Regions from separate parts of the Rattus norvegicus genome. Here all the other regions are linked to region 1. Evidence: chromatin contacts called from public Hi-C data. All regions are on one chromosome and are shown on one strand. Each heading gives the region's core, a stretch centred on a gene start, on an enhancer-like site or on the middle of the called end of the contact. The rest is flanking DNA. Distances are from core to core; before and after follow the strand shown.

Region 1 (4,511 bases), core at 682-3,181:
GACTCAGCCCCCTGGGGTCTCCGCAGTAGAGCCGGGAGTCTTAACTTTCAGGGCCAAGCTTCCCTGTGCAGTTGACTCTTCTGATCAGTTAGCCACTATCTCCCTTTTTAAAGCTGGGCAAACTGGGGGATTTCTCTACTTTCTTTTTCCCATTCTCCTTTTGTGGGCCCTGGCGACATATCCTCTTTCAAGAACTTCCCTTAAATCTGGGCCTCTCCCCTGAACCCTCTGCCTCCACCTGCAGCTGGGAAGAGGTGTGTGAAGAGGGGGAGGTTGTAAGGGAGACTCCTGGTTTCATTCATTTGCGGAGCAGGGAAGAGAGGGCACCTGTTGGCCCCGTCCTCCCCAGGGTCCCTTCCCCACTATTCTCTCCAGCTGACCCCAAGGCACCTTTTTGCCTTAACTCCTTCCCTTCTCAGCTGGGGAGCCCGCAGGACTCCCATTGCAGCTGGGGCTGGCAGGGAGCGGCGAGGTTCACAGCGACCTCTCCTCTCCAGGGTCCGGGGAATGCGCCTTACCGAAGGGGTCTCCGTCTTCTGCCATGGCGTTGATGCGCTTGTTGGCCAGGACCTGCACGTGCTTCCCGCTGGTGCGGCTGTAGAGCTGGTAGGTCCGGATGAGGCGGCGGCTGAGCTGATCCGTCACCAGGCTCTGCTCCCTCACATGCTGTGTAAAATTAGGTGAGGACTGAACAGTTACCTTTAGGAAATTGAAAAATACACAGCACGCCATTATAATGCTACTCCGCCCAGGGGCCCTGAGTTGGTCCCCACTGCCCTTGTACCCCCCTCCCGCCGCGCCAGGCAGCCAGCAGGGACTGGGGGCATCCCCACAACATGCCGGCTCAGGCCACCAACCCCCGCGGGGAAGTCGCGCAGACCCACCCAGGATGGATGGATAAACCCGGGATGAGGAGAGTCTGAACCCACCTGTTGGGAAACACCCTGGGGCTCCCGGCCAGCTCGGAGCAGGGAAGCGGGCTCCCTGCCCAGCGCAGGCCCCCCGCCCGGGCCTTCCTAGAGGAGCAGGGTGCTTTTAAGTAGCGAGGCAACGCTACCCGACCCGTGACATTTATAAAGACAAATTTACGGAGCAAATGTTGAGAGTGTAAAGGGCCTAGGTTAACACGCTGGCCCAAACCGGCCACACGTCTCCCCAGAGAGCAGCGGAGAGGATAGTTGCTGCAACTACATCCCAACTACCCTTGACAAGGAACACCCGCTGACTCCGGCTCCCGCCTTCTTAGGAGGCCAGGTGTGGCTACAGGTAGCCTTCCCACCCACCCGAACTGGCTAGCGCGCCTTTGAGAGTCGCTGGGCTCAAGACCCTTGGGTTCTAGTCTCTCCACTCACTCGCTCTGTGACTTTAGGCAGGACACTGTCTCTCTGTTCCTTAGATCCCTCCTCGGGGTAGTTTGGGGCTGGATTTGTAAAGTTCTTTCCAGCCCTGCTGCGCTGGCCGAAGGATCGGTCCTCGTGTCCCTGCCCGAGAGTGTCAGCTGGGTCCCCCGCGCCCGGCCCCCGCTTCTGCGCGGCGCTCCTTACCTGGGCTTGGAGGCAGAGAACCAGCAAGTGCAACAGCCTGTGGGAGACAAAAGCGGGCAGGAGAGAGGCGCGGGGTGAGCGGAGAGGGCTCGGCGAGCGCTGGCAGACGGGGACCCGGGGGCGACCGCGGTACTCACAGGCAGCTCAGCGCGGAGCGGGGGCTGCCCATGGCGCGCGGCCCCGGGAGCACCGAGAGCCCGGGCGGGGTCACGCCGTCCCACTGGAAGCCGCGGGGGGACAGGCCGAAGGTGCGGAGGCCGAGGAAGGTCGGGGTGCGGGAGCCCAGCGGCTATCCCGACGCGGCTCGGCGGGTCCCGTGGAATGTCGTGCTCGCCGCGCGCGCCGATTCCCTCTGCGCCGCTGCCGGAGCCGGTGCCGCTGGCTGCTCAGGAGCCGGAGCAGGCGGGAGGGTAACGGGCCTGTGGGGTGGGTGGGAGGGTGTGGAGGGAGGGGGAGGACAGGGGCGGGGGGCGCCGCACCGGCCGCGAGGGGGGAGCGCGGGGCGGGCGGCCGGAGCCCGCACCCCGGGCTGGGCGCTGGGGCCGGGTCGCCGCCCGGGGCGGGGGCGGGGCGGCCCGGGGCGGGGCGGCGGGCAGAGCTGGGATTGGGGGGTCTGGCCCAGGGGAGGGGTCTAGGGACCCGCGGGAGGGGCGGGAGCCGCTGGCGTGGGCGCCTCCCACTACCCTTGCCTGTCTCTTCCAGCGCTCCTGGGGGCTGCCTGGGACAGCATGTTTGGTGAGGACCCGTACGCTTGAGTCCTGTAGAACTGTTTCTCCGCGTGGGGTCGGGATCTGCTTATCTCTGGCCTCTTCGAAGGTCTCTGAGTCGCCTAATGTGTGTTTCGGCCTCACTCGCTCCTCTTGGAAGCGGCAACTAACATAGTGAACTGGCCCGGGTGCTGAGCGTCCTTTGGGCGCCGCTGGTACCCGGTGCCTTCACCTTTCAGAGAACTCAACCTTATTGGTTTCCTGTCTCGCAGTTTCCAAAGAGGCTCTGGGAGGGAGAAAAGCCTCTTGCCACCCCATTATCACCTTTAGCCTTACTTCTGTTCGTCCCCATCCAACTCCCATTAGTCTGAAGCTTGAGAGGAACCTTGAGGAGTCTATGTGGTAGGACCCACAACCACTGCTTCCCACCTAAAAACTGAGCAATTAGCAGGGGCAGAAATAACTACATTCGGGGTTGGGGATTTAGCTCAGTGGTAGAGCGCTTGCCTAGGAAGCGCAAGGCCCTGGGTTCGGTCCCCAGCTCCGAAAAAAAAAAAAAAAAAGAAAGAAAGAAATAACTACATTCAGCAACATTCAGGGCATGGAGCCAAGCTACCTAGCCTTTCGCCCTCCGAGTTCCAGGTTTTCCTTGGTGTCTTGTGTCAGTTGGAAGAGGGGAAGTGCTGGTGAGAAGGCAGAGACTTCTGTAAGCCTCTCCAAGCTCCTCACCTCATTGCTTTCTTCATAGGGCTTCTGGGAACCCTGAGCCATTATTTTATTTCTGTGGGCACAACCTGGGTAGGCAGAGATTTCTCAGGCCAGGTATTTTCGAAGAACAAGTGACTTCTTGATGTGCCACCCAGCTGCTGCTGTCAGCTACAGTCTCCTCTCTACCGACCCCTCTGTGCCTCTGGAGTGGAACTAGGGGTTTGAGGTGGCCCTAGGAAGTCCTGGTAGGCTAAGGAGAGGCAAGCATCTGGTTCTGCCTTCCACCCCCTTTCCTCCATTCCGTATTTCCCCACTCCCCGCGCGCGAACACACACACACACACACACACACACACACACACACACACGCATATTTTTTTCCATGTCACGGGTTCCTAGGAGTCAGGCTCAGCCTTCCTCAGAGAAGTAGATTTCCTGAGCCCAGAGTTGATTCTCCTCACAAATCCTTTCTGTTTTGATCCACACAGACCAGTAGGTGAGGGATTTGTCTTACAGGCTCAAGGATGGGGCAGAGTTGCTCTGCAGATAGTGCTGGTTAGATGGATGGATGGGGACAACCTGACTGAGCATTTAGACTGTCTTCCACCCACGGTGACTTCTCAAGGAGACTTAGCTTCACCTGCCAACGGAAGGTAGCCTGCATTTGTCAGTAGTTTGGCAGGTAATAGCTCCTTTCAACACCCCCCCCCCCCAAAGTGAGTCTATGAAGGGGAAAATGGGCTAGAGAGGCTCCAGGGTCCTCAGCAAAGTCCATCCTCTTTTTTATTTCCCCATGTGCTTTGCAGAGGGGCCTTTGGGATGACTTGTCTTTAATTATTTATTTATTTGTCTATTTTTGCATTGCTCCAAGCTGGCAGAGATGATGTCTGTTTGCTCACAGAATTTACTTCATATGTGGATCATAAGAGTGTTTATTCTTGAATTTATTACTGAGTGATGGAAAGCAAAGGACGGGCTCCACTTGTAAAGGAAGAGCCCTCTCTTCACTATGGACACAACACTTTGAAAATAAGTTTGAGTGGTTGGAGATTTAGCTCAGTGGTAGCGCACTTACCTAGCAAGCGCAAGGTCCTGGGTTCAGTCCCCAGCTCCGGAAAAAAAAAAAAAAAAAAGAAAGAAAAAAAGAAAAGAAAAGGAAAAAATAGAAAATAAGTTTGAGGAACAAAACACAGGTAGGGAAGCAGCCTGTCAGTAGAGTCTGGGTTCTGGTTCCTCCCAGGAGAGAGAGAGAGTGTGTGTGTGTGTGTGTGTGTGTGTGTGTGTGTGTGTGTGTGTGTGTGTGTGTGTGGTGGAGCACCTGAGTTATGGATCCTCCAGAGTTGAACCTTATTGATTCACCATCTGCCCATCTGCAAATCACCTCCCTCGCCCTCAGGAGACACCAGCACCCCCACCCCCATCCCCTCAGAAAAGGTCCCAGGTCAGGGTTTTACTCCTACTTTTGAACTCTGCCTCCCACCTCTGAGAGACCAAATTCTTTTACATGTGAAAACTCCTATGAACTCATTAGAGCTTAACCTAGATCTTCTGGA
Region 2 (4,511 bases), core at 1,361-3,860, 180 kb before region 1:
GCGAACAGAAGAACACAATAAATCTGGGCCCTCCTCAGAAGAGAGAGTTGTCTGGTGGGTAGGTGTCTCCTGCTTTGACTGGAGGAAAAGGTTCCAAGGGGCTCCTCTAGAACCCAGCCCTGGGCTTCCCCGTGGTATATGGCAGACATAACTTGGTGAACGCAGGACTGATAAGTGTTGGGAAGAGACAGACAGGTGCACAATCAAGAGATACCTAGAATTTTCTGTATAAAATCCAGGCCCTTCCGTTTCTGTGATCAGCACCCTGAGTTGGAAGGCTCCTCACCTGGGTTTGGGTTTTTGGTGGCTTTTCTGCCTTTGGGGGAGGAGATACAGCTCTGGTACAAGGAGGGGAAAGAGAGAGCGTTGTCCTGGGTAGAACCCCCTGAGTGCCAGGAGCAGAAGCATCTTGGCCTGACTTGCTGGGCTGTGGTTCATTCAAGGACCTAGAGGGCAGGGGGAGGTCACAGGCAGTTAGAATATCAAACGTCTCACCTGCCTCTGTCCCCAGTCTTCCTCTACACTGAAACCTTGGTATGTCCAACTTAAAAAGTAGGAGTTGTTTTTTTAATAACTCAATGGAAACTCAAATGTTATTATCAACAAACACCTGAGAAAGGCTAAGGGCAGCCGACCTCTTAGGGCTGGAAAGGCTGAATCCGTCCGTGTCTGTCAGCTTTTTCTCCTGTAGACACAAGCTCAGCCAGGCTGACTTCACCAGCTGAGCACCAGGGGGCAGCTGGGGCAGTCTGAGGAGCCGGAGAGCCCGTTCATAGTCCATGCCTTCATCCACCACAATGTGAGTGACTCCTGGGGCCTGGGCAGAGCACACCTGGCCACCATGCTGGATAATCTGCTTCTCAAAGAGTTCAGCCCGGGCTCGCCCAATGCCAGTGGGCATAATGTGGGCCCTCAGGGAGCTCAGCCATCCTGGGAAGAGGATACGCAAATGCTATTACCATTATATAATAATAATAATAATAATAATAATAATAATAATAATATTATTATTATTATTATTGCACTATTATTTGAGACAGGGTCTCATGTAGCCTAGGCTAGCTCAAACTCACTATGTTGCAGAGGATAACCTTGAGTTTCTGATTCATTCTGCCTCTCCAAGTGCTGGAATTACAGGTTGTACGTCAGTGAGTTGAGAAAGTTTTAGATATAACGAATTGTTTGAAGTCACCTCCCTTCATTTTCCTGCCATCCAGTGAACAAAATGCCTTCAAGGAATTCTACCACAAACATACAGCAAACTTCCTTTTTTGTTGTTTTGTTTTGCTTTTCAAGTTTGAAGGCAGCCTGGTCTATAGAGCCAGAGTGCCAGGACAGCCAGGACTACACAGAGAAACCCTGCCTCGGAAAAACAAAAAAACAAACAAAAACAAAATCAAAGGACAAAGTGCCGGCTGAATGTGGTGCCGCACACCTGTAAGCCTCGCACTTGGCAGTGTCAAGACAGGAGGATCGGGGCTTAAGGTGATTGTCAGCAAGGTCAAGGTTACATTGAGACTCTAAACAAGAGAAAAGGACAGAAACCGAAACTGATACAAGGTATGTACAAAGAGATCTTGGCCCCTCACAGGTAAGGCCATTCCTGCTATCTGATTCTGACTGAAAACAGGAAGGCTGAGAATTCCAGTATATGAGGTCTGGGGGCGGACGGGCTCACCTCTAGCATCTCCTGCCTCCCTTTTGGGAATCTTTGCAAGTGCGTTTGATGATGGATCTGCATGAATTTTCTTTCGCTTGGGAAATGCCTTCAGGATGCCCTGGGGGTCCATTGAAGTGCGCTGGATCTGGACCTTTCTGTTTAAGGACAGATGTCATACAGAAAGCCAAGAGCGAGAGCCACCCCTTGACTATTTTGGCATAGAGATGGGACTTGGGGGTACAGACTCCTTTCTCCGAAGTCTCGGAAACCCCAGTTAAACTTAAGTGATTTAATACGAGCGCCACACACACCAGTCTTTCAACCTTAATAGTACTAGGGAAGCCATAGAAAGTCTGGGATTATTGCGGGGATGGGGGTGGGGGGTGGGAGTGGGAGTTGACGGAAGAGAAACAACATTAAGTGGGGGAGGGATACAGCGCAGAATCCGCCTGTGCTTCCGCTCCCAAGGGGCTTTTCCAAAATGATAACGGGCTAGGAATGGGGACTACATCTTTAGGAGGGTCTTCATCTCCCCCAATGAATTGAAGTCTAAAGGACATGTCACATAAAGCTCACATCATCTTTCTCTAGCCTCAATGTACATTAGCAGAAGAAAACCTGGGGAGTGCTGTGTGCGCTGTGCACCTGCCCCTGTCGCAGCCTCCTCGCGCGGGTCTGAGCCCCGCAGCTGCAGGGAGGTGGAGGGCAGCCACAGCAGCTGGAGGGTGCCCTCACAGCTGGAGGTGGGCAAGACCGGAGCAGATGTGCCACTCACTGCACGAGCAGCTGGCACGAACCGGGGACTCCCAGCTGGGGCCAGAAGAGAGCTGGTGCTGGGTCCCTCAAAGCTCTAGGAGCATCCCCACTCCACCCGGCCCCAGGACCGGTCCAAAGTAGGCCAGAATCTCCCGGCAAAGAGAAATAAACTCACCATGGGAGCCAATGAAAACGGATTGGGGGAGGAGGAGGATTGAAAAAGGGGGAAAAAAAAAAAAATCTGTTCCCAGAATACTTCCCGGGTCATCCGGAAGTGATCATCGGTCGGGTAGTTGCCATGGCAGTGGCCAGGCGCGTTGCTGGGCGGAGGGAAGATGGCGGTGACTAGCTGGCTGGAGATTTTGCGGTCGGCCGAGAAGACGGCACTGCTGCAGGATGGTAACTCGAGCCCCCTCGTTCTTCACCCCTAGGGCGGGCTCTATGAGTCCGCTCGCCCAGGGAGGGCCTCAGCCTCAGCCTGGGTGGGCAGAGGTGGAAATGTCGCAGCAGCCATCAGCCATGCTTGCTTCCTGCTTTTGCAGAGGAAATAGGCCCAGGGAAATGACCCGAGTGGAACCCAAGTCTTTGGTCACCCACCTCAAGAGTTCTTTATACCATCCCATCCCCGCTGAGACTTTTGTTGGTATTTGTTCCCAATAATTTCATTGTACATTCATCATCGTTCCTCAGGGCTGTACCACAAGGAAACTGAAATTCAGGAAGGTTTTAGACCAAACCCAGGTTTTGCAGATAATCAGGTATAGTTCATGACCTGGAACCCCATGCACCTCAGTTTGGGGGTCCTATTGATGGCAGCCTAGTGGCATAGAAAGGAGAGGCACCAGGGTTTTAGGTCAACTGTACTATTCATTTACCATGGCCTCTTAAATTGTTAGGACCCCATTTTCTTCTATTATAAAATGAAGTGGGTGGGCTGCTACCGTTGTTTCTAAGGTCCTTTCCAACTGTGCTTTGTTTATGATGTGGATTTCACATTGTTCCTTGATCTTTAGGGGAGATAGAACGAGGGCTACGGTCTAAATGACTAGGAACAGGAGTTTGATATGTCAGCTTTTCCAGCAACTGGCCAGTTTAAGTCCCCTGTGCCCCAGAGGTCTTTCACGGACCCACTTGGCAGCCAGGATGACTTGGGTCTGAATTCCTGAGTCTTTAAAGCTAACAGCTAGGGACTTAACATCCACAGGCAGATGCCTAAAGTTTATGGAAATTAAAGTCAGTTTCATTTGCTCCTACCTACAACATTTAGGGAGCCCATTACCGTAATGTACCAAATTCTGTGCCAGGCAGATAGAAAACAACCAACCAGCCAACCATGGTTTATGGTCTCCTGGACCATCGAATGATCAAGAAAAAAATACGTAATCAATTTGTGTTAAATAGAGGTTGGAATCTTAGAAAGGCAAAGAAAGCCCATGCTTGCCATCTCTGCACTTGGGGAGTTGAGGCAGGAAACTAGTTTAAAAGGAAGACAGACAGACAGGATTGAGATAGTATGTGAAGTGCTAAGAAAGCATGGAGGTGAAAATAATTTTCTCCTTGGATAATCACCAAACAGGAGAGGTGATATTTCCAGCCCCTAAGGAATTTTTAATAGTTACCTGGTAAGTGGAGGTGAAGGAGTGACCACGTGCGGAGGAATGGATCACACGTAGAGGCAAAGGAGTGTGAGAGAGTACAGCAGAATGTTAGGTATGAAAGCAGTCACCATTCAGGCTCTGCCTGCACGGCGTCCCGTGCCAGAGGAAGGGAAAGCAGGCTCTAACAGGAAACGGAAGGAAATGGAGAGGTGCAGACCGATGGGGGCGAGTTGCAATCTCACGGTATGCAGCTTTGGGACACACTTTACAAGATAGTGGTCGTTTTCTTTTATTTTGAGACAGGGCCTCACTGTGTAGTCTTGGCTGGTCTAACATGTGCTCTGTAGACCAGGCTAGCCTTGAAGTCACTCCAGCCTCTGCCTCACTAGTGTTAAGATAAAAGCCATGTGCCATCATGTCTGACCCAGTTTTTGTTTTTATTGTGGTTAAAAAAATATATATCTACACACACATATATACACACACACACACTCATA
Region 3 (4,511 bases), core at 1,048-3,547, 160 kb before region 1:
GGGCAATGAATGGCTCTTGCTGAAGGGGTCGGCCCCTCAGAAGCACACACTTGGTTACTTTATACTCCTTGATCTGGTAGGTCATGCAGTTCTGAGCTGTCTGAGTCCAGTGCCTTAATTCTTGCCTGTAATCTCAGGCTCAAACCTTATTGGGGATAAAGACCACACAAAGGGAGAAAGGAGAGTCCTAGGAAATGTTAAAACAAGTAAACACCTTTGTGTCCAGGGACAGAAATAGCTGAGAAAGCAGCTTAGTGTGCTGGTCCCTGGTGTTCTCGGTCTCTGGCCCCCAGCCCAGGGCTAACACGCCTCTGTGATCACAGCCCCCAGCCTGCTGGGCTCCAGCCTGCTCCCCCACCCGTACCCCACCCGGTGGCCGAGAACAGATTACTGAGAAGAACAATTTCTTTGTGACTGTGTAATTCCCTCCGTGACCGCGGCAGTGGGCAGACCTCTCACCCCATGCCAGACCCTTAGCAACCACATAGGGGGGCCTCTTGGCCCTAGCAACTGCCCCTCAACATCAAGTGCACCAGCTAATCCTGTGGCCAGGGGATGGGTGGATGTATTGAGCTTCTGCAGAATGTCTGGGGGGAACAACGGAGAAGAGGCACCCCCTAGGCCCAACGCCTCAGCCTTCTTTTCAAGGCCCTCCCTTCATGGTCTAGTAGGAGAAACAAGGCCATGGTGACATCACAGAGATGCTCAGGTAAGAGGCCTGAGCCCTCATCAGCAGAGGGCTTGAAGCAGGCTAGGCTGCCAGCCATTGTCTAAACATAGACTTCAGCTCCATGCTGTCCCCACCACTCAGACTCCTCCCCCACCTTGCAAAGTACTGGAGGAGGAGGCTGGGGTTCTCTCTACCTACTCAGCCTTTCACTGTGAACACCGAAGGCTTCTAAGGATCACCTCAGCTCTCCACTGAGTGCTTACACCCAGGTTGGCACCTCTGTGCCCAGCCACCTTCCCAGGGATATTCTTGGTGTATGCAGTGGCCCCGTGTTGGCATGGGGGATAAAAATAAGCTTGTAACAGGGCGGTAGTGGCATACACCTTGGATCCCAGCACTCAAGGGGCAGAAGCAGATGGAGCTCTCTGAGTTCAAGGCTAGCCTGGGTTACAAAGTCAGATCCAGGAAGAAACCCTGTCTTGAAAAAGCAACACACAACTAAAACAAAACAAAAACACATGTTATCTTCCAGGGACTCCTGGGGTAGACATTTTCTTCCCAGGTCAATGTCTCTATCAGACCTGGGCCTTGCTCCCAGGGAATCCCTGCCTTTCAGACCAACCACCAATCACCATGACAGGCATGGGAGGTGGGAGGAGTCTCTAGCTCAAGGTACACTTGGGTTTGTGTACCCCAGGTGGGAGCTGTTGTACTCCACGATGCTCCCTTTCCAGATTGTGGGGCCTGCCCACTCCATTAGTAAGGCTGTAAGGAATGATTGAGGAACTCTCCCCTTTAATCTGTGGAAGTAATTTCATGTTTGTTTGAAATAGAAGATGAAAGACTGTGGGTAGGGGTGGAGCCCAGTGGAGCCCCAGCCGCCCACCCCGTTGCTGGGATTCTGAGAGAATGAGACCTGGGCACCCACTGCTGGTGGGGTGGGTGAGCAATGAGAGAGGCACATCCAGATAGAACTGCTAATCTGAATCCCGTCCACTGCCCAAGAAGCCCTCAGTACAGCACAGCCCAATGGGTCTGGGAGAGACCCTTGGCCTAGCCTGGAAGTTTCTACTTTACTTTGTCTAGGACTCTCAAGTGGCCACACACACTTTGAACCACCAATAAAAAAGATACACTTTCTTTGGCCTTGAGGCTCAGGACCCTCAAAGCTCTGTTGTAAAGCGCTGCAAGGTTAAGTTCAGAGCATGGACTGACACACCAGGCGCTGGGAAATGCCTGCCTCTTCTAACAGTGGCCCAGCGGAGCCACAGGAGCCCTGCTGGGGCTTTGATTTGGGAAAACAAACAGAAATGGCACCATGGGCCCTTTGGGTTCCCACCCCAGGCCCAATTTATGTAGAAAACTGTAGTGTAGCCGTTGTGTTGAGGAAGGGGCTGGTCAACAATAGCCCTCCAGTCTGTGTCTTTGTCCCCTCCTGTGCTGCTGTTCTCACTGCAAGTGTGTTCTTGTAAAAACGATTAGATTGCAATTTGTATAACGTGGTGACCCCCAAATTCAGACGTTTCACCCCTTTTCTCTAGAAAGAATGTTAAGAATGCTTCTCAGCCTCTCACTGTAGGGGGAAAGGGGGATGGTGTACGCAGAGCCTTGGCTGTCCCACAACTTGTGTGGGAACAGGGCTGCAGCTCAGAGCCCCAGGCCAAGACAGGAGCAAAAACTGTGCTTGTCACTATAGAGAGTGAGACAAAAAAGTCCCTTCTCTTCCAGCTCTCGCAGACAAAGCCGAGGCCTCCAGGAGCTGCTGCGGGCTGGGGACCTCCACACCCCAGCCTCCTGAGCCTGACTCCAGCAATTCTCCCTCCACCCAGGGAAAGATAAAGACAGATGGGGCAGCCAGAGTGAGTCTGGTGAATGAGAAAGGCGAAGTATGCACGCTAAAGGAGTCCTGTTCCCCTGGCACAGCCTCTGCAGCTTTCTCTGTGAGGCTCTAGTACCTGGGCAGGAAAAAGCCAGCCAAGTGGGACCACATCCCAGAGGGGTCTCTCAAAACAGAAAGCAGGTCTCCTGGGCCTGGCTCACCCTGCTGACCAGGAGAAAGAGAAATTAAATAATGTATTGTCATTAGCCTCTGTGGCCAAGTTGACGGAGGCATTTCCCTGCCCCCAACCTGGACCCTGCAGAGTCCAAACACCATGATGTCTGTCTGTCCGTCCCCCCCCTCTCGTGTGTGTGTGTGTGTGTGTGTGTGTGTGTGTGTGTGTGTATGTGTGTGTGTCTGTGTGTGTCTGTGTCTGTGTCTGTGTGTCTGTATAGCCCTGGCTGACCTGGAATTCACTCTGTAGACCAGAATTCTAACTCAGAGATCCACTTGCTTCTGCTAGGATTAAAGGCATGGCTGCTGCCACCACCCCTGGCCCATACGCCCCCACAGGACTCTTGTACTTGAAGTATTCTGAGGCTCCCAGCCCACAGTGATGCCTGCTTGTGGCTCTCACATTTTCCAGCTACTTCTAACATTGGGATGTCTGGTGGTGCTCCCTGGAGCCTATCATGGATGCTGTGCTTCCCTTTGGGTGTCAGGACTCCGTCTGGCATGTGCTACCCTGAACCATAACTGGTTTTTCGGGAAAGACAAGTGAAGCATGACAAGCATTTACTTCCTCGCTCTAAGGGCAAATGGCCTGAAAGTTACATCAGGCCCAGCAATCACTAAAGAAAGTAATGTTCTCTCTTCTCTCCGTCCCTCAACAGTTAATCAGGCATCTTCTATATGCACAATGCCATGCAGAGATCCCAGAGATGTGAGCTGCACTATAAAGGACCACTGTCCCTCCTTTCAGTGAGTGTTCAGTCCATGAGGGAGAGAAGTCTAAATTTATACTCAACTAACAGAGAAAAACAGAAGAAAAGAGAACTTTCTATGAGGAAAATTGGCATTTTGGGTAAGGGGAGTGAGTGATTCTTCAGTTAGTGACAGGATTGTGACAGGCAATGATGGAGGTGATGAGGCTTGGCAGTGAGGGGACATGTCAGTCTCCAGCATCCTGCCCACAGGGGCCTGTGGCTGCACATTCCTACCTGCCATAGAGCACTATGAGGCTGTGGGGCAGAGTGGTCGTCTCAGAATGGCCCTCAGGTTATGAATAAAGAAGCCAAAGCTACAGGAAATGCCTTCACATTGCACACCAAGGAAACAACCCAGGAGATAGGCTATGCTGCACACCAGCCTGGTCATGAGAGAAATGCAAATGGCTGTATAGATTTTGGGTGGCAGAGGAGCTGCTGCCTTGATAGCGGCTGCCATGGTTGAGCCACTGTGTCTGGGAGGTGCTACACTGCATCTCCATATACACTGGCTCATGTAGTCCTTGGAATGGGCCCAGGTCTCTCCACACCACTTCTCAGGTGAATAAGCCAAGGCTCAGGCTGCACCTGGTAAACTGAGGTCAGGACAGAAGGATTGGGCCTGCCTGCTCTGCCATCCACTCTTGCTGGCTTTCCCTACCTCTCTCTCGTGCATACAGTCCCTCAGACATCATCTGTCCAGACCCTATGGCCCACCCCAGTAGACACCAGGTCCAGCTTCAGGCCCTCACTTGGGCTTTGCCTAAGGGTCTGGTCCTCAATGGGAGTAAGAGATTCAAGGGAATATATCCCGAATTAACAAAAAAAAAAAAAAAAAAAAAAAAAACAGAACACTTCAAATGTTTCTTTGAAAGGTTGCAGGTGCCACACACGGTGTACTTCTAGAAGTCGGGGCAATTTAAAGGACTCAGTTATCTCTTGCCATGCAGGTTCTGGGAATCAAACTCAAGTTGTCAGGCTCAGTCACAAGACTTTTTGTCCAGTAAGCACTTGCCCCAGTTTCCAAATGTAACAG

Evidence for each region. A called contact is a pair of places that touch in the nucleus more often than the background predicts.
Region 2: a contact with region 1 is called in a Hi-C map of Schwann cells, with 5 times the contacts expected there. The contact joins the promoter of Poll here to the promoter of Fgf8 in region 1. A contact is called at or near these places in 3 of 12 Hi-C or Micro-C datasets (the A7r5 cell line, Schwann cells and psoas muscle).
Region 3: a Hi-C map of Schwann cells shows a contact between it and region 1, with 5 times the contacts expected there. The contact joins the enhancer-like site here to the promoter of Fgf8 in region 1. A contact is called at or near these places in 10 of 12 Hi-C or Micro-C datasets (the A7r5 cell line, the Rat2 cell line, Schwann cells and 5 more) and 1 of 1 datasets of contacts at active chromatin or transcription factors (oligodendrocytes).

The regions. Positions count from the first base shown.
Region 1 is chr1:254,537,674-254,542,184 of GRCr8, forward strand. Fgf8 (fibroblast growth factor 8) reads right to left here and starts at 1,932. Exons shown (of 5, transcript NM_133286.2): 1 at 1,682-1,932; 2 at 1,545-1,581; 3 at 519-666. The coding sequence starts at 1,713.
Region 2 is chr1:254,355,079-254,359,589 of GRCr8, forward strand. It overlaps Poll (DNA polymerase lambda), which reads right to left and starts at 2,611. Exons shown (of 9, transcript NM_001014168.1): 1 at 2,592-2,611; 2 at 1,679-1,815; 3 at 636-930; 4 at 287-446. The coding sequence starts at 1,790. Dpcd (deleted in primary ciliary dyskinesia) reads left to right here and starts at 2,715. Exons shown (of 6, transcript NM_001398788.1): 1 at 2,715-2,815. The coding sequence starts at 2,752.
Region 3 is chr1:254,377,599-254,382,109 of GRCr8, forward strand. The region is part of intron 6 of Fbxw4 (F-box and WD repeat domain containing 4); the gene reads right to left. Among named protein-coding and RNA genes, the nearest start is that of Dpcd, 22 kb to the left of the region's middle. Within about 2 kb of position 2,298, at least 10 of the 93 cell types and tissues checked have an H3K27ac peak or open chromatin away from gene starts, as enhancers often do. A contact at or near this core is called in Schwann cells, where this site is marked.